4 separate regions of the Mus musculus genome follow, and regions 1, 2 and 4 are each linked to region 3. The links are chromatin contacts, called in public capture Hi-C and promoter capture Hi-C maps. All regions are on one chromosome and are shown on one strand. The core of a region is the stretch at or near the end of the contact, and the rest is flanking DNA. Distances in the headings are between cores, read along the strand shown. Region 1 holds the start of Gna11 (guanine nucleotide binding protein, alpha 11). Region 2 holds the start of Thop1 (thimet oligopeptidase 1). Region 3 holds the start of Plppr3 (phospholipid phosphatase related 3). Region 4 holds the start of Gipc3 (GIPC PDZ domain containing family, member 3).

Region 1 (4,638 bases), core at 494-2,993, 1.7 Mb after region 3:
TCCTCTTCTTATCCCATCCTTCCTGGAAAGCTGCATAGAGCTTTGAGGGAATCCCACCATGCTGGAGAAAAGTAACCAAGGCTCCATGACCCTGAGAACCACACAGGCCACAGCAACAGAAGACAGCGTGTACTCCTACCTGACATCTCTCATGGGACAATTGGAGTATCACTGCCCTCCACCCCTCCTAGTCAAAGGCTCCCCACAGTCCTTTCCTCAGGTTCTCCAAGGCCACCCTTTGTCCTGGGTCCCCATTCTTGAACTGCATGTAGCTCATCTGGGATCTGGGAGGGGCAGGCAGAGCTCCCCAGTCTGTTTTGTAAACCCCCACAGGGCCCAGGCTACCCTGTCCTCATTTTGGGCTCTTATTTGGGGTGACAACAAGAGGACCTGGGCTCCCTGGCTCCCAGCAACAGGTGGGCCTTGAGGAGTCAGAACCCCAGGAAGTGACAGACACACATTGAGCTTCCCTGGGGTGGGTGGGGTGTGGAGAGGACAAGACTGGACCCCCAGGAGGCAGGACAGGGCCAGGGAGGCTGCAAGGCTGACTGCTGTCAACCTACTGGGTTCCGGCACAACAGAAGCCCAAAGAAGAAAAGCCACCCACTCCAATGTGGAGGAATTCAGAGGATCTATGGAAAAGAGAGGGAGACTGAGGAGTACCCACGAAAGCAACAAGCCAGAAGCAAAGCAGGACCATTTGGGTGTATAGTCCTTGGAGGTAGAGAGGAGGGTGCAACCCTTTGGGAACTGTCTTGGGGAGTCTGTAATCCAAAGGGGCATCATGAGAGCAAGACAGCTTACAGGGCTCACCGGAGGCTATGTGGGGACAATGGAAAGGAGAGAGCCTACTTGGTGCGGCAGGGCCAAGGGCCACCTCCGTGCAAGAATTCTCAGGAGCGACAGAAAGCAAGTCTCCCAGGGTCCTGGGGCCCAATGTGGCCAGCAGATGCAAAATCTCACCACAGATATCAGAGGCAGGAGGCTGACCCCGAATGAATCTAAGGCCTGGATAACAGAAAGGCTGGCCACAAAGGGTCGCACAGGCTGAGCCCAGGGGACCACACGGGAGAAGCTGGCCACCACAGGCCCAAGCCACCTGCACTGCTCAGGGTGCAGCGATCCCGGAAGGGCTGACCGCTGCAGGGCAGCGCTGACTAGTTGCCCCGAGGACATCCGAGGTGGCCCGACAGGCCGTGGGCAGCGGTCTGAAGGGGTCGCACCCGACTGTCACCGCGCGCTACTCGCCGGGGACCAGAGACCGCGGCGGCTGCAGCACCCTGCGCGCGCGGAGACCCCGGCAAGGCCCGGATGCCCCGTGCACCCACCCGGTCCCCGTGACAGAGGTCCCACGGCACGGGCACGCAGCTCACCAAGTAGCAGCAGCTTGAGCTCGCGCCGGGCGTCGCGCTTGTCCCGCCGCAGCTGTTTCTCGATCTCCGCGTTGATGCGCTTCGACTCCTTCACCTCGTCGCTCAGGCAACACGCCATCATGGACTCCAGAGTCATCGTCGCGGTCCTCCGGCTGCCGCCGGCCCGGCCCTACCTCTTCCCGGTTCCCCGAAGGCCACGGCCCGGCCCCAGAGGCGCGTCCACCGTCCGCGCCGTGCAGCGCAGCCGCCGCCGCCGCCGCTACCCGCAGCCGTCGCCACCGAGCGCCGGCGCCCGAGGACCTGAAGCGCTGCCACGGGCCCCGGGACGGGCAGGCGGCGCGGCCAATGGGAGGGGCCGCACGGCTGCGCGCGCGCGCGCGCCGCAGGGACAGGACTTTAGGATCGCCTGGGGGCGGGGCCTCGCCGCTCGGGGGCGGGGTCTGGAGGGCGCAGCGCAAGCGCGCGTGGGGTTGCGTCGACGTGGGAAGGGGTTGAACGGTTCGCGGCTGGGCGCGGACGCCGAGGATTGTGGGAATGGGGAGGACTCGGAAGCCCGAGCTCGGTTCCTTTCGGGAGGCGAAGCGAGGCTCGGCTCGGGGAGGCGCCGCTCGGCTACACTCGGCTCCTCTCGGCTCGGGCAGGCGCCGCTCGGCTGCGCTCGGCTTCTCTCGGCTCCCCGAGGCTGTGCTGAGAGCGCCAAGAGAGAGGCTGCAGTTCTCTGGAGCGAGGCCGTCACCGCCTGCGGATGTGAGAAAACGCCCTGACCGGCTCGCTCATCCATTCCTAAGCAGGCCTATCGTGTGCCAGGCAGAAATTCATGCCCTACTGTGTACAGTACATTCATGCAGCACTCGTTAAATACCACACAGGTCACAAGTATGAACACAATGCTTGCTGTAGAGTATACACTGATGCGGCAGCCTGTGGTAGCTCAGGCATTAATATCACATCTACTGTATACCAAGCCTTAAGGAAACACGCATATGTAACTGCCACATTCAATATAGGGTATACAAACCAAGTGTTTTTCACATATACAACGTATGCCAAATATGAATGCTGTGCCTGCCGTATACCACATATTGTATATAGCTCCTACTGTGTACTATGTGCTGATGCAGCACAGTACCTCCTATTAATATGCTGCCTGATTTCATATATATATGTGTGTGTATATATATATATATACATATATACATATGTCATATATGTGTGTATATGTACATATGTGTGTATATATACATACACATATATGTATATATGTATATGTGTGTATATATATACACACGCACACACACACACACATACATACATATATACTGTCAACCAGGCTTACTGGCAGGTGAAGAATAAGCATTATTAACAGTCTGCCTGCTGTATACCAAGCACCAATTTACGCTGTTGTTGTGCATGTGAACGCCCATGAATGTGGTTTGCATGTGCTGGAGTGGAACCCACCCCACCCCCGCCCCCCGCATGTACCAGGCAGGTAAGTTCCCTGTTGGTGGGTCAATCTGAGTCCCCCAAGTGTAAACTAACTCACAAACCTGAGAAGTGTTTTCTACCTTCCAGAAAGAGGCATGCGTACCCAGTCAGCACTCAATCAGGGCATGTGTCAATAATAAGAGACTACAAAGAACTTGAAAGTCAGGCCTGTGCTGCATGCGTTCCTGTCCCAGTCCCTGCCTGATTGCCCAGCCTTGAGATAAGACGGCAAGGGGAGGGTCAAAGTCTTCATTTACTAGCTGATTGGGGTTGTGGGGAGATTATTCCTCTGAAACTCTCCTATCAGGGCCTCTGTCCCCACCCCAGGAGTTCATGGCCCAGACAAGGGGCTCCCGGGTGGCCCAATGTGGTCAAAGTTCCTCTTGCAGCTCATAGGCGCAACCCCTTGAGCCTTGACCATCCCAGTGCTGGAATGACAGGCATATGCCATGATGCCTGTTCACATTTATCTTTGTGTGCATACATAGTTTCCTTTTCTTAAAATAATTTAATCTTATTTTACATGCACTGATGTTTTCCTTGCCTGTGAGGGTGTCACATCTCTGGAGCTGGAGTTACAGGTGGCTGTGAACCCCCAGTGGATACTGGGAACCAAACCTGGGTCCTCTGCAGGAACAGCAAGTACGGTACCACTGGGCCATACTACCCTCCAGCCCCTGTGAGCTGTTCTGTTTGGATTCATGGGTTAGGGATCATCACCTGGTAAATTGTCGGCAAAAAAGGGTTCCAAGCAGCCAGGCCTTGGCGCACGCCTTTAATTCCAGCACCTTGGAGGCAGAGGCAGTTGGATCTCTCGTGAGGTTCAAGGTGGTCTGGTCTACAGAGTGAGTTTCAGGACAGCCAGGGGCACACAGAGAAACCCTGTCAAAAGGGGCAGCAGGGTGGAGCTGAGGGGAGTACTCCGCTCCTAAGAGGACTTTCTAGGCAAGCATGAGGACCTGAGTTCAAACACAACACCCACTGATGGCTGCACACACCGGTGACCCCACCTCATCCCCACACTGAGGTGGAGACAGATAAATCCAGGTACTCATGGCCTAGCAGACTGGCGCAGGGCAAAGAGGCAGAGGGCCATGGTGGAGGATACCCAATGGCCAGTGTGCGTCCACGGGGGTGAGCACACCCAAGGCCATGTGCAGGTACCACCGAGGAAGGACAGACTGAGGCTCTGTAAACCAGACTGGCCCGGACTGCAGCTTCCTCCTGCCTCACCCAGTTTGGGGTTGGTGATTCCTGTGCTCCGAACTGACCCAGGATAACTCTTGTTCTCAATGACGGTGACACCCATGGTGGCTCAGGTCTCTTTTTTTCTTCTCCAACATAATTTTTCTTATTATTTGGGGAGTTCATATCATGAACCCTGATCATACTCACTTCCCAACCCTCCCAGGTCTACCCCCAACCTTGTGAGCCCCACCCCAAAAAAAGAAAAATTTAAAAACCCACAAGTCCAGTTTGTGTTGCCTGTATAATGTGCACTGGAGCATGGTCACATTCCCTGGGGCCAGCCCTTAGAGGAACTGAGTCCTTCCCGACCTGTATCCTGCCAGGACTCACTTGGGATACATCCTTTTTTTTTTGGTTTTTCAAGACAGGGTTTCTCTGTGTAGTCCTGGCTGTCCTGGAACTCACTTTGTAGACCAGGCTGGCCTCGAACTCAGAAATTCACCTGCCTCTGCCTCCCCAGTGCTGGGATTAAAGGCGTGTGCCACCACGCCCAGCCTTTCTTTCTTTCTTTCTTTCTTTCTTTCTTTCTCTT
Region 2 (4,952 bases), core at 480-2,979, 1.2 Mb after region 3:
AGTTGCTTATGTGCTTGTGTGCATACACTTAAATGTATGTGTGTGCACCATATGTACACAGCACCTGCTGTGGCCAGAAGAGGACATGGGGTCCCCTGGAGGTGTGAGCGGCCCTGTGGTGTGGGGATCTGAAGTCCAGTCTTCTGGACTTGTGCTATTACTGTCGATGTTTCTGCTCAGATGGAAGGGCACACGGAGACACGGAGCTCAGGAACCACGCAGGGAGCCCTCTCAGCAGAGGTGTTGCAGTTCCCAGGGGAGGATATCCCCGGCTGAGCTGAGGAGCTCAGGAGCCTTGTTTCCCCGCACCCCGCTCTCCCACCCCCCACCCTCTCTTCACCTCGCTTCTTCTTGGCTCTTCCGATGAGAAAGTCACACCAAGCAGAAAATCTCATGTAAGAGATTTATTGGTGGGTTCAGGGTGTGGAGAGATGAATCTTCCCTCTTCTCCTGGGAGTAAAACATTAGGGAATTAGACAAAGGGCGGGGCTTACATAGAATTTCTTAGGAGGCAGGGCTTTTCAGGGCAGAGATTTCCAGATTAACGATTGGTGGAATTTCAAGTCCTGAGCTTGAGGAGCTCAGGGATTGGTGGGTTTTCCTGTTCGGGGATTGGTGACTTTTTTCCCCCTCACCCTCTTTACCCTGCATCAGGCCCATGGGTTAGTGTGAAAGTCCTTCCAGGCCACAGCCAACTTTTGCTGAGGCGCCATCTCTGTGAGGCTGCTCAAGGAGGCTGGAGATGAGGTCCTATCACTGTGGGACAGTTCCTGTAGGACAGCTCCTGCAGGGGTGTTCTTGAGGGGCAACCTCTGTTGTGTTGGGAAAGGTGATACACTACTGTAGACAGTTCTTGTGACAGCTCCAGGCTGAGGAGATGTCATGGTGCCAACATTTTAACAGGAGCCGCCAACAGCTCCTAGGAGGCATCTTAACGTGCCACAGGCTGGTGCAGGAAGGAGGGGCCAGCCCTGGCTTTTGCAGTACACCGATTATCAACTACACTTGACCACAGAGCCATCTCTCATGTTTTTTCAGACAAGGTATATAGTCCAGGCTACTCCTGCAGGTTGCAGGTTGGGTCAGTTTTGTTTTACTTGGACTGAAATTGCAGGTATAAGTCAGCACACTCAGCTTACAAAAACAAAACAAACAAGCAAAAACCCGTGGCGGTTCTCACTTGCATTCCCAGAACCCAGGAAGCTGGGGCAGGAGGATTGCTACGAATTTGAGGCCTGTCAGCAAATTCAGACCAGCCTGGGCTACATGAAACTTTGTGTCAAAAAAAGGAAGGAAAGAAGGAAGAGAAGGTTGGAGGGAGGGAGAGAGAGAGAGAGAGAGAGAGAGGGAGGGAAGCCAGGCATGCTGGAGCACTCTGGTCATCTCAGAACTCAGAAGGTGGAGTCATGAGGAACTGGCTGAAGAACAAAAAGAAATGAATTGAACGAACAGACCAAGCACAAACGCACACAGCCTGTATAGAGTGAAATCCTCACAGAAAAGGCAAGGCAGAGAGGGTGTTAGGTTTCCATGGAAACAGCATCCTGGCGTTCCGAGGGTGCGTAAGGCTCCGCCTCACTCACCTATGACAGCCAATTGCGGGCTCCACTGTGTTCAGCGCATGCGCAAAATCGCACCACTGACAGGGCAAGCTCGGGATAATGTGGGCGGAACCGCGATGCACCGGCGCCAGACTGGTTGTTCCTGCGCATGCACACTCGCGTTGACCAGCTGCCTTCGCGCGCACGCGCCTTCCTAGCGTGCTCGGAGCTCGCGGGCGGCGGGCGCCTCAGTCTGAGAGCCACAGCAGAGGAACTGGCTCAGGTGAGGCGAGCTCCGAGGAGATCCGGACCGCACAGGCGTGAGGACCAGAGGAGGGCCGTCGCCGCCTCGCGCGCAGCCGACCGCCATGAAGCCCCCCGCAGGTACCGGTCGCCCCTCGCCCAGGCCCTCCCTTTCTCTCCTCCTTCGGGCAGATGGAACCTTTGGGATTCCCGACCCTGACCCCTTCGTCTGCAAAATGAATGAACTAACTTTCCCATGACTTCAACCTCTTGATAAACTGAATTTTAAAAGAATACTTTTCTCATGCTCCCTGCTATTCTAACTAGGGTAAGATGGACTGCCAACGGGGCGATGAGCAAAACCCACACATGGTGTAAAAGGCTCTAGTTCCTGGAAGGCTGCTGGAGACGGTGGCCTGGGAACCTCGGTGCCAGGACAGTGTGCTATCTAGCATCTAGAGAGGACCTAGTAATACTTCCAACTAGGTTCTTTTGTATTTTTAGGATTTGTTATTTTTAACTATTGTTTGTACGTCTGTGTGTGAGTACCTGCACATGTGTGTAGTATTCATGATGGCTAGAAAAATGTGGCCCATCCTCTGCTCCTGGAGTCAGTTACAGGTGGTTGAGAGCTAGCTGCCTTTCAGGGGTGCTGGGAACCAAACGCAGCAAGCACGCTTGATCACAGAGCTCCCTCTCCAGCCTCTTGAGTCAGCAACACAGGGGCTTAGGCTATGGTCACCCCACTTTGGCAGGGCTGGTTGGGAGACCCATCTTTCTCTTGCCAGGTCTGCTGTGTATGTGTGTGGGGCATCCCATATGGTGGAGCTACCAGGCAGGGATTCCCGTCAGTTGTAGACATGACTGTGACCCAAAAAGATGAAGACTTGTTTGGATTTTTTTTTAAACATTATTTAGTGTGCTTGTGGAGGTCAGAGGACAGCTTGCGGGAATCAGTTCTCTCCTTCCACCTAGTCAGTTGTGGGGATTGAACCTAGATCGTCTGCGTTGGCAGCAATCACCTCCAGCTGCTTAGTCATCTTGGGTCCCCTGGACTTGCTTAATCCAGAGAAGGAAACAGAGCCAGTGCCAGCCTCTCTTCCCAAGTGTGGGAGACCGAGACTAGGAGGATCCCACCTCCAGAAATTGCAAGGGTAGCCTGGACAATCTGGCAAGATCCTATCTTAACCCATGAACAGAGGACTAGGGAAACAGCCCAAAGGGCCCTGTGTGTGACCTTCCTGTATCTGAGAGCGGCCTTGGGGGGGGGGGGTGGCGTCTGGAGCTCACACCCATACATTTTCTCATGCCTGCAGATAATCCCCCCAGTCATGATCAGGATCATGGGAACAGGAATAATTGGAATTACTTGCACCTCAGGAACTTGAGGTGCCCTGAAATGGAGGCAGTAATCCAGATGTTTGCAGAAAGATGCTGCAATCCTAGTTCTCCAGATCTTTGCACTCTGTGTTCTCATGGCTGGCTCTGCCCCTACTTGTAATACAAAGCCCTTCGTTTCGCATGTGCGCGTGTCTGTGTGGGGAGGGGGTATCTTCCTCAGTGGCTGCCCATCCTCCTTATTTTTGCTTTTCTCTGTGTAGCCCTGGCTGTCCTGGAGCTCACTCTGCAGACCAGGCTGGCCTTGAACTCACAGAGATTCTCCTGCCTCTGCCTCCCAGTACTGGGGTTAAAGGTGTGCACCACCATCACCCAACCATGGCTTTTCATTTGAGACAGCATCCCGTGTACCCCAGGTTGGCCTCATACTTAATACGTGTGGCTGTGGGTGACCCTGAACTCTTTCTCCTCCTCCCCGCTCAGTTTCCTAAGTGCTAGGATGGTAGGCAGCCCCACCACGCCTGATTTGTATGCTGTGGTGATGGAATGAGAGCACCATGCATACTAGGCACGTGTGCTGCCCACTGAGCCACAGCTTCAGTCCGAATTTTTGTTTTCTTTGGCTTGAACGTGCTTGCCCTGTGTTCTCCATTTAGACCACAAATGTGAAATCCTCTTGCTCTGGCCTCCTGAGCACTGAAAACAAGCTCCCATTACTCCTATTCAGTCCATGTCCTGGTGGCAGCCCCTTTTCTTTTCCTTGCCAGCCCATCTTCAGGGCCTGCGTTGATGTCTGCTAAAGGCTTGAGAGCACTATGAAAGTCTGCTCTCTCTGTGGGGATGAGCTGTCCCACCCTCATTCTACATGGCTGTCAATTATACAGCCATTCTGCATGGGACGAGGAGCGAGATGGCCCTGCCTGGCTGCCTTGCATGCCAGTGTCGAACAAGTGTTGCTGGGGCTGTGGGATCAGTGCCAGCAGCTGCTAGTGCCACTGCACCTGTCCGTGAGCTGCTCCCATCCTGGTTATCCCAGAATGTCGCTTGCCGGTCCGGCTTCCACACCTGCCTTTGTCAGTGAGGCCCGATATGGGCAGAAATGGCTTTAATTATAGCTTGGCAGCACCAGGGATGTAGAGGGCCACACCTAGATACATGACATACTGCTGAATGACTTGGAAGTAAGAAGGCAGACTGATGGAGCCCTTGGGCTGGCCTCTCCCAGTGAGTGGTTCTGGATTCTCCTTTTTATGCGAAGTTAAGAGACCTTGTAAGGGTGGAGCTGTCTGGAACCTGTGCTTACACTTCCAGGAGGGCCTTTGCCAAAGCAGCAGGGTCCCTTAGCAGTAACAGACCATCAAAGATTTTCTGGTGAGAGGCTGGTCAGGGTGAAGCCCCACCCAAAATCCCCCAGTAAGGGGGTAGGGACATAGTCACAGGATAAACTCTGGGATCATGGTCCATGTCTAAGGAAACGCATGCGCGCACACACACACACACACACACACACACACAATGAAGGGCTGGGGCATGGCTCTGTGCTGGCCCTGCATACACACAGACCCTGCTCATGACATCGCTACTTCAGCGGGTTCTGGGAGGAGGCTGGTATACAGGCTCTCCTGGGCCACTTGCTCTGGACCTGCTGAGACCGACTGTCACCTGCTATTCCCACAGCCTGTGCTGGGGACGTGGTGGATGCAGCATCCCCAGCCTCCACCGTGAATCATCTTCGCTGGGATCTGAGCGCACAGCAGATCAGGGCTCTAACCACGCAGCTCATCGAGCAGACCAAGTGTGTGTACGACCGAGTGGGTGCTCAGAACTTCG
Region 3 (5,022 bases), core at 1,130-3,629:
TTAAGAGCTCTGGCTAAGCCGGGCGTGGTGGCGCACGCTTTTAATCCCAGCACTTGAGAGGCAGAGGCAGGCGGATTTCTGAGTTCGAGGCCAGCCTGGTCTACAAAGTGAGTTCCAGGACAGCCAGGGCTATACAGAGAAACCCATGGCAAGTATGCGTGCATGCACAAACACACAAGCACACACACACACACACACACACACACACACACACACACACACACGAGAACACGCACCTACACGCTCACGCATGCGCACACACTAAATAAGTATTTTAAAACCTTAAAAAATATATTAGAGGAAAACTTCCTTGGGGGGTGTGAACGGTTGGTTTGCACGTGCCTCAAGACCCCCGCACCACAAAGCAAGGTGGCCATAGTTGGGTGTGCAGGGTGAGGACACACAGACACTAGCAAGCTTTTAGCCCCATAAGAAAGCAATTGAGGAAAACACCCATCATTCCTCCTACATTCTGGCTCAACATACGCATCAGTGGGGGGGGGGGGGACGCGCTCCTAAGCACCTACACACAAATTCAAAAGGGATTTCAGATCTCAGCTCTGCATGGTGGTGTGTGCATGTCCAACACCTGGGAGGCGGAGACGGGAAAGCTGCTGAGATCCTGACCTGGATACATCTCAAACTCCAATCCAGCCCAGGCTGCAGAGTGAAATCTCAGATTGGGGTTGAGGACCTGGCTCAGCAGTAGAGCCCCTGCCTAGAATCCCCCAGGGAGGAGCTGGGGGCGTGGTCAGGGTAGAAACCCCTGCCTAGAATCCCCCAGTGAGGAACTGGGGGCACAGAATCCACCAGTAAAGGATGGAGGTGTGGTCAGGGTGGAGGCCCGCCTAGGATTCCCCAGTGAGTGGGGTGGGGGCGTGGTCAGGTGTAGACCTCAGGTCTAAGCTCCAGGTCCTGGATTCTGTAGCCAGCACTAAAGACATACATGAAAATCATTTTAAATTGAGTGAGGAAAAAAATAGCTGTAAAGCAAATTCTGGAAAGATTTCAAAGGATTCTGGTGAGAGTGGGTCTGAGGGGCTGGGCAGAGCCTTGGAGTGGGCTATAGTCACCCTTAAATGTCATGTTGGGACATAAGCATTCCCCCTAATGCTCTGTGGCTCACACAGGTCACCTGCTGAGGACAGAAGGCTGGGCTCCAGCCTGATCAGGGGCTTCTGAGACTCTGCCTGGCTCACAGCTTCTGCCATTCAAAGGAAACCGCAACCCTCCACACTTAGTATGCACCAAGTGAATGCATTTATTGTTTTCTATTTTTAGATGCTTTCAGCTCTCCACCACAGCTGTCTGGATTCACCGAGGGGTTGACGAGCTCTGGTGGAGATTGGGCGTGGGGCACACAGTCATGCCATTAGAAGAGTGCTTGAATTTAGACGCACCTCGGGTACTGCAGAGCCAAGTACCCAGCACCCACCCACCCTCACTAGTTGGGGCTTGTTCACCTCCAATGCCCCAATTTCCAGCACACACCCCCCCGCCCCCAATTGAGCTTCTCAACCCTGTCCTTAAAGGAACGCCCAGCATCCTAGCATTCCCCCATCTGTTCCCACATTCTAAAGGACCTTTCTGAGGCTTTGCAACTCCTACTCGACCTGTAAAACCCTGTGCCTTTGGAACCAGCCTCATCCCCATCTCAACTCCAGGTGGCCTGGTTCCGCGGTGCGGGTTCCTGTTCCTGCAGCATGAAGTGGACGGTCTCAGAAGCTCCCTGCCACGAAGATCTCTCACCGCGACCCCCACTCACCTCCACGAAATAAAAGCAAGGCAGGAGTGTCATGCTGTCCTTCGGCGTTTTATTCTTCTCCTTCATAGCAAGCATGGTGACGTTGGCGCTGTAGGCCGAGATTGCAGGGGGACAAAGGCAGGCTGGAGACTAGGAGCTGCGCAGATGGAGTCTCCAGGTGGGGAGATAAGGGTTAGCCAAGAGGGCTCGGGGAAACTGAGGCTGGAGCAGAGGGGGAACTTGGGGAAGGGAGAGGCCGGAGCCCCCGCGCGCGCACGCGGCTCGTTCACCTGGAGGGAGCAAGGAGGGCGGAGTCCCTTGCAAAGCGCGGACACAAAGCCAGGGTCCCCGCGTGGGAGGGACGCGAGGCCCGGGCGCGGTGTGCGGCGCGTGAGCTCTTTGTCTGCGCGCTCTGCAGCCCGCTCGGCCCCGCCCCAACCCCGCCCCCGGCTTGGGCGCCTCCGCCTCCCACTCTGCGGGTCTCAGGGTCTCTGGCCCTGCGCGGGGACCGCAATCTGGGTCTCGTCCCTGCCCCTTGCGCGTGCCTTCTGTGCGCCTTGCGCGAGCACGGTTGATCTCCGGGACCTAGGAGCGCGCGGCGCAGTGTGGGGAAGGCGAGATCCCGCGCCCCGCGCCTCCAGTTGCCTCCCTGCGTCTCACGGTCGCCGATTCCTCGGCCCCCACGCCTTCCGTGCCCGCGGCTCGCTGGAGTCCGTTTCCATGGTGAGGTCCCTGGGCGCCTGAGCAAAAGGAGACAAAGACACAGGGGTGGAGGGGCTGTCCTCTACCTTCTCTCCCCCTCGTCCCCGTCCCACCTCTCCTCTGTCCAACCACCAGGGCCACCTCACCCTCCTGACCCTGGGCAGTTGATGCCTTGAGGATAAAGGACTGTAATGTGCACTTATGCAGTGCTTGCTGTTTTCAAGGGTTTCCTCTCCACAGAGGCAGTCCTGTAAATGTACCCACTGGTTGACCCCACCCCATCCTGGATGGGACAAACTGAGGCCCTAAGATGTTAGATCGGAATAGTCACTATCTGCTGAGCACCTACTGTATACCAGGCCCTTAACAAACTCTTGTGACCCACTGGGAAGTGGGACTTAGGCTGACAGACCCTGCAACTCTCTGTTGAAAGCTGAGTGTAGTGGTACACGGCTGACGTCCCAGTATTCAAGAGGCTGAGTCTGGAGGATTGTTGTAAGTCCCAGCCCAGCCTGGCCTACACAGTGAGACTCTGTCTTAAAATCATTAAAAAGGGAGTGGTGTGGAGGCCAGAGCGATGTCTCAATCTGTAAAGCACTTGTGCTGCAGGCGTGAGGACCTGAGTTCGAATCCCTCTGCCCTGGGTACAGGAGGAAGGCAGGATCACCAGGACTCTCCAGCCACCATCTCACCTAAGCAGCAAGCAGCAAGCCAAGGAGAGACCCTGTCCCCAAAGGTCAGGTCAAGCTAGGGTTGGTCTCAGGGACCAAGAAGCCTGCTTGTGTTCCTCTCTCTTTCTGTGAGACTGGCGGGGGGATTCCATGGGGTCAGCCTGCATAGTGACACCCTCTTTCAAAAAAACCAAAAAGGGCCTTTGAAAGGACCCATGAGCACACAGAGGCTGTAGGGCTCACGTATAAACATGAGCACGCAGGACTGCAGGGCTCAAATATAAACACGAGCACGCAGGCACCGCAGGGCTCACGTATAAATATTATGGGTTTATTCTCACTGTCTCAATGCTTTCCCCAAACTGACTGCTGTGTTCCCAGACTCTACCTCAGCCTCATGTTTTCTGAGTTTCCTCATGGGAACAGCAAGCTCCCCAGGCCTGATGGCCATACAGAGACACCCAGCACAAAAGGAGCAGCAAAGAGGAGCTGGTGGTGTGTGTGCAGTTTTCAGTCACGTAAGGCAGGAGAATTGCTGTGAGTTTTGATATAACCTGCTCTATAGACTGAGATTGTGACTCAAAACAAAAAAAGAAATAAAAACAAAAACAGTGGGCCGAAGGTGGTGGCGCACGCCTTTAATCCCAGCACTCAGGAGGCAGAGGCAGGCGGATTTCTGAGTTCGAGGCCAGCCTGGTCTACAGAGTGAGAACCAGGACAGCCAGGGCTACACAGAGAAACCCTGTCTCGAAAAACCAACAAAACAAAACAAAACCCAACAAAACAAAACAAAAACAAAAAGAGTGTGGTGGTCCCAGCCTGTCTTTCCAGCACTCTGGGAGATGAGGCAGGATTACTGTAAGTTCCAGGCAAGCCTGGGCTACATAGTGAGTTCTAGGACAGCCAAAGACCAGCAATGCTACATAGTAAGACTCTGTCTCAAAAATAAATAAATATATAAATAAGGAATAAAGAATGTCCTGGGTGACTAGAGAGATGGTTTAGTGGATAGAGCTGTGGCCACTCTTACAGAGGACTCAGGTTCAACTGCCATTACCCACATGGGGCTCACTGTAACTCCAGCCCCAGGGAATCAGGTGCCCTCTTTTGTTCACAGTGTGCACCAGGCACACATGTAGTACGAGACACAGTGGCAGGCAAAAGACTTACACATATAAAATAAAATAAGTAAATCTAAAAATCAGACTAGGTATTGTAGCACAAACCTGTTGTGCCAGCTTAGGAAGCTGAGGCAGAAGGATTGTCATGAATTGCAAGCCAGCCTGGACTGCAGGTGAGTAAGACACTGTCTCAGAAGAACAGCAATGGCAGATAGAGCAGGTCACGTCACCCCTGTCGTCCTATCACTCGGGAAGTAGAGGCTGGAGGATTAAAAGTTCAGGGTAATCTTTGTCTATATAGGGTTCCAGGCCAGTCTAGATTACAGGTGACTGTTTATAAAAACATGCACAAGAGTTGGACGGTGGTGGCAACGCCCTTAGCCCCAGCACTCAGGAGGCAGAGGCAGTTAGATCTCTGAGTTTGAAGCCAGCCTGGGCTACACAGAGAGACCCCATGTTCCTGTCTCAAAAAAAAAAAAAATAAACAAATGACAGAGAAGAAGGTCAGAGTGGCTCATACAGGCCCAAGGTGTCACCATCCACCCGTGTCCAGGGGAAGGGGTGGATCAATCCTCAGGGAGCAGCTCTTGGCCACAGTTCCTGGGTAGCAGAGCCCAGGTAAGTCCCACACAGTCATGACACTTCAGGGGTCTGAGGGTACAGAAGCCCAAAAGGGGGGCAGAGAAACTTGGACAAGCCCTGAGCCTCAGTTTCCCTGTCAATAGTGGAGGAGCTTGCATGAACCCCTGGGAATTCTAGTGTTGAAAGAAGGCCTCTAACTGAT
Region 4 (4,763 bases), core at 1,078-3,577, 1.5 Mb after region 3:
AACCCTCCTTTCTCGAAGTCATTGCAAAGCAGGCCCAAGGTCATCTTTGGGTACATATTGAGTTTGATGGCAGCTTGGGCTATGAAAATATGAGTCAGAATACCATTTCCTGCTTCTCATTGCCCTGGGGCAAGCCTGGGGCCCATCAATCCTTACCAAAAGCTCTCCGGGGCTGCACTAGACGCAGGGTGAAGGGCTGAGACTTGGGCAGCTCCCGGAGCATTTTAGCCACCTCGTAGTGCCGGCAGCCCACAATAGAGTGGTCATTGATGGCCTCAATGCTATCCCCCACGCACACAGCCTCAATCCGGTTGATAATGCTGCCTTCCTTGATTCTCTATGGGAAATGACAATCACTCGTGACTAGTCTGCCCGGGGCCACCCTCCCTGGGGTCCCCAGAGTCTTCTTAGGACTCGACAAGGCCATTGATCACCCAGTTCACACACACCCACAGGCACCTTGATGAAGGCGTATCCGGCTCCGTTGTCTGTGATGGTCAGTCCTAGAGCATCCTCCGTTTTGGTGACCTCCACTTCTTTGGTCTCTCCACGCACATGTGCAAAGATGAAGTCTTCCAGCCCAATCTGTCCCCCCAGCAACTTTTGCATGTCCACTTTGTGACTGTTGAGGGTGCAGAATAGGATCTGTTCGGATAAGAGAGGGACCCAGATTGAGCCATGGACAAAAGTCGATTCTGTGCACATCCTTCTGCGGGCGCCCCCTGGAGGCCAGATGCACCCGTGGCCCGCAGGAAACAGCAGCTGCCCCCAGCCTCTAACTGCTCACCGGTGACCAAGTGGGCTGGCAAGACTGTGGGTGTGCTTTAGGTCTGTCTGTTCCTAAGCAGGAACTTAGGAAGCTGAGGCAGAAGGATGACTGAGAGTCTCAGGCTTCCCAAAAATAAAAAATAAAAAAGCCAAGCATCCTGAATCGGGAGTGTAAGCCCAGAAGTCGGGAAGCCAAGGCAAGGGAAATGCTGGAAGTTAGAAGCCAGCTTGGGTTACAGAATGAATTTCAGGCCAGCCTGAGCTACAAAGCGAAATATTATCTTAATTAGACGAACAAGCAATGGAATGAAAACGGACAAGAGGGCTAGAGCTCAGCGGTTAAGAGCACCATCTGCTTTTCTGAAGGTCCTGAGTTCAAATCCCAGCAACCACATGGTGGCTCACAACCATCTGTAACAAGATCTGATGCCCTCTTCTAAAGTGTCTGAGACAGCTACACAGTGTCCTTACGTATAATAAATAACTAAATCTTTAAAAAAAGAAAAGAAAAGAAAATGGACAAGAAGGCTGGAGTCAGGAGGGAGGGAGGGAGTGGGAGGGGCTTGTGGCCAGTCTGCCAAGTCCTGAACCTGTTTGATTCTCAAGGGCTGCATGTGGAAGGAGAGTACTAACCCCTTGCAAACTGTTGCCCAACCTCCACCGTGGTGCCCACTCTGGTGCCCCTACATATAATAAATCAAACCCACACTAAGTGGGTGGCCCACACCTTTAATCCCAGCTCTCTAGAGGCTGCAGCAGGTAGATTTCTGTGAATTTGAAATCAGACTGGTCTACAGAGCTAGTTCCAGACCGGCCAGGGCTACATGATGAGACTGCCTGTCTTAGAAAAACAAAATTAAAAGAAAGAAAACAAACAACTGAAAGGGAATAGTAGAAATAATTGAGTTGAAAAAAATTAAAAGTGATTTTATTTTATATAAGGCCTCATGTAGCTCAGGCTGACCCTCTAGTTTCCTATGTATCTGAGGATGACCAGCTTAACTCTCAATCCTCCTGCCTCCACCTTCCCAGAATCGGAATAACAGACTTTACATCACTACACCTGCTTTATCCTGTGTCGGGGATGGAAACTGGCTTTCCAAACCCTAGGTGACTGCTCTACCCACTGAGCTGATTGCCACCCATTAGCCATTCATGGGCTCCTGACACCTGGGTCGGGTCCTCGGCGGCTATGGGAACCCCACTCCCAGGGTCTGATCCTGTCTTTCGCGTGGAGTGCAGACAGGATCCTGGGTGGTGTCCGCGGTCCACCCTCACCTCGGTAGGAGCGATGCCGAAGGCCTCGGCGATCTTGGCGTAAAGCTCGCGGACATTGGTGAAGCCCTCGATCCTGCCGGTCGGACTGCCGTGCGCCAGCTGCGTGCGGAACACTAGGCGCGGGCGCGCGCGGGCGGGGGGCTCGGTGGCCCCGGGCTCGCGGGGCGCAGCACTGTCCATGGTGCGTGGGGTCCGCCGCGTCCTGAGCCTCCCGCCGGAGGTCCCGCGACAGCGGAGCCGGGCGTAAGCGGATCCGGGAACCCGAGCCGCCCGGGGGAAGGTGAAACCGCCCGCCGGGGCCAGCCGCGCCCTCCCCCGGGACTCGCGAACAACAGGGGGAGGCCCCGGGCTGTGGGTGCTGCGTCCAGTCTTGGCCTCCCGGGGAGCCCCGCCCGTCCTCCCCTTCTCCCTCCTCCGCTCCGCACACAGCCCACCGTCCATGTCAGCGGTCTTCCCGCAGCCCCCGACCCTGTCTGTGAACTCCGTGCCTTGTCCCTCTGTCTATCTGGCCTCGCGTGCCTCCTTCCTTGCCCTACCTCAGGGTCCACCCTGCCTCAGGGCTCTTGCACAAGCTGGGCTCTCCTCTGGGGCTCAGTCCCCAGAGCTCCCAGTGAGTTCCTGCTCACCTGTTTATTTTAAAGACCACCTGCGGCCCCTACCTCCAAATCTCTCCCTTAATAATTTTTGTTTTGTTTTTGAGACAGAATCTCATGTAGCCCAGGTTGGCCTGGAACTCACTATGTACCCAAGGGTGACCCTAACCTCCTCCTGATCCTCTGGCGTCAGACTCCCCAATGATGGAATTAAAGTTGTGTGCACTACCCCTGGAAAAATAATTGTCGATAGCCAGGCAGTGAGAGTGCACACCTTTAGTCCAAGCACTGGGAAGGTAGAGGCAGGTGGCTCTCTGAGTTCAAGGCTAGCCTGGTCTACAGAGCGAGTTCCAGGACAGCTAGGGCTATACAGAGAATCCTCTCTCAACTCAGCCCACTCTCCTGGCAAAAAGAATTTTTGTTAAGAAATGAAGACCAGGGCTGGAGAGATGGCCCAGCGGTTAAGAGCACTGACTGCTCTTCCAGAGGTCCTGAGTTCAATTCCCAGCAATCGCATGGTGGCTCACAACCATCTGTAATGAGATCTGACGCCCTCTTCTGGTGTGTTTCTCTGAAGAGAGCAACAGTGTACTCACATATGTAAAATAAATAAATAAATAAATAAATAAATAAATAAATCTAGAAAGAAAGAAAGAAAGAAAGAAAGAAAGAAAGAAAGAAAGAAAGAAAGAAAGAAAGAAAGAAAGAAAGAAAGGAAGGAAGGATGACCAAACCACTATAAAATGCTACTTTTTCAGGGATCCCCAGGTATGTGGTGGGTGAAGTGGGGTGTGCAGGGGTCAATGAACATCTGAGGCTGTTTGTGTCTTCTAGATTCCCACGACAGAGTGTCACAACGTAGGTGACTTAAAAGAGGACCAACAACGGAAACTGGAGGGATGGTTCAGTGGTTAAAAGCACTGGCCAGTAACTCACCTCCAACTATAATTGGATCTGATGCCCTCTTCTGGCATGCAGGTGTACATACAGAGAGAGTATTCAGAGAGAGAGAGAGATCTGGGCATAAGGACACCCCTACCTGGGGACGTGGAGGATCAAGGTCATCCTTGACACACAGTGAATTCCAGGCTAGCCTTGGCTACATGAGACATTGTCACAAAACAAAACTCAGATGAACTTAATCCTTCCTCAGTTGATAAGTGGAGGTGCTCCCCTCTCTCCCGGGGCTGTGGGAGGCTGTCTTCGACTCTGGCAGTCCTTGACTGGCCTTGGCCCACAGGCCTGTTGTGCAGTTTCTGCCTCTGTTGTCACTAAGCCCGCTCCTAGGCCTGTGTTAACTTTCCTGTTCTCAAAATGATACTCGCTGCTGGCATAGTGCCCACTCTACCCCAACATGACCTCACTCAAGTTAATCTCACTGTTTTCCTCCTGATTCCCAATAAGGCCATGCCTGGGGGTTCTGGGGTGAGGACAGGAGCACATTTGGGGGGATACAATTCCTTGGCACAGCATATGTGTGCTGGATTGGGAAGTTTTACAAGATATTCTATCTCATTAATTAAACAGAGTCCCTTGGCAGGGCTCTTCAAGTTTGAGCCAGAGGTATCTTCCACAGTTATCTGCCACATCCCACAGCTCCTGCCCTGGGGCAGGGCAGGGGTGGGGGGAGGTCGATGTGGATGGTCAAACAGGAAGCAGACAGGCACAGACTGCCACGCCAGAGTGACTTACCACAGCCTGGGGCACATGGAATATTACTCAGCCGTGAAGAGGACATGCCCCATAGTGTCAGTGATGCTCACTGAGAGAAGCAGGCATAAAAAGCCACACTGTACAACCTCCATGGTGGAAAATGTCCAAGAATGTGGAGTGAGTGGTGGGTGTAAGAGGGCCGGAGACCAGGCACAGAGAAGGTTCATGCTGTCAGGGTTTCCTCTGAAGAATGTTCTAGAACTAGATGGTGCTAATGGCTGGAGAACTCTGTGGTGTTGTTTTGTTTGTTTGTTTTGAGACAGGGTTTCTGGGTAGTCCTGGCTGTCCTGGAATTCACTCTGTAGACCAGACTGGCCTCGAATTCATGCAGATCCTCCTGCCTCTGCCTGAGTGTTGGCTGGGACTAAAGGCTTGGCCAACACCCAGCTAAAGCAGTAAATTTCTGAGGTG

Evidence for each region. Capture Hi-C pulls out chosen DNA fragments and counts their contacts.
Region 1: a promoter capture Hi-C map of liver shows a contact between it and region 3, with 4 times the contacts expected there. The contact joins the promoter of Gna11 here to the promoter of Plppr3 in region 3. A contact is called at or near these places in 1 of 39 promoter capture datasets (liver), 1 of 115 datasets of contacts at active chromatin or transcription factors (pancreatic cancer cells) and 1 of 9 other capture datasets (liver).
Region 2: a promoter capture Hi-C map of liver shows a contact between it and region 3, with 2.6 times the contacts expected there. The contact joins the promoter of Thop1 here to the promoter of Plppr3 in region 3.
Region 4: a contact with region 3 is called in a capture Hi-C map of macrophages, with 4 times the contacts expected there. The contact joins the promoter of Gipc3 here to the promoter of Plppr3 in region 3. A contact is called at or near these places in 1 of 39 promoter capture datasets (cranial neural crest), 2 of 115 datasets of contacts at active chromatin or transcription factors (bone marrow-derived dendritic cells and embryonic forebrain) and 3 of 9 other capture datasets (adipose tissue, liver and macrophages).

The regions. Positions count from the first base shown.
Region 1 is chr10:81,543,419-81,548,056 of GRCm38.p6, forward strand. Gna11 (guanine nucleotide binding protein, alpha 11) reads right to left here and starts at 1,744. Exons shown (of 7, transcript NM_010301.4): 1 at 1,374-1,744. The coding sequence starts at 1,509.
Region 2 is chr10:81,068,354-81,073,305 of GRCm38.p6, forward strand. Thop1 (thimet oligopeptidase 1) reads left to right here and starts at 1,730. Exons shown (of 13, transcript NM_022653.4): 1 at 1,730-1,925; 2 at 4,800-4,952. The coding sequence starts at 1,910.
Region 3 is chr10:79,872,255-79,877,276 of GRCm38.p6, forward strand. It overlaps Plppr3 (phospholipid phosphatase related 3), which reads right to left and starts at 2,380. Exons shown (of 7, transcript NM_181681.2): 1 at 1,766-2,380. The coding sequence starts at 1,840.
Region 4 is chr10:81,341,032-81,345,794 of GRCm38.p6, forward strand. It overlaps Gipc3 (GIPC PDZ domain containing family, member 3), which reads right to left and starts at 2,328. Exons shown (of 6, transcript NM_148951.2): 1 at 2,047-2,328; 2 at 460-645; 3 at 157-337. The coding sequence starts at 2,226.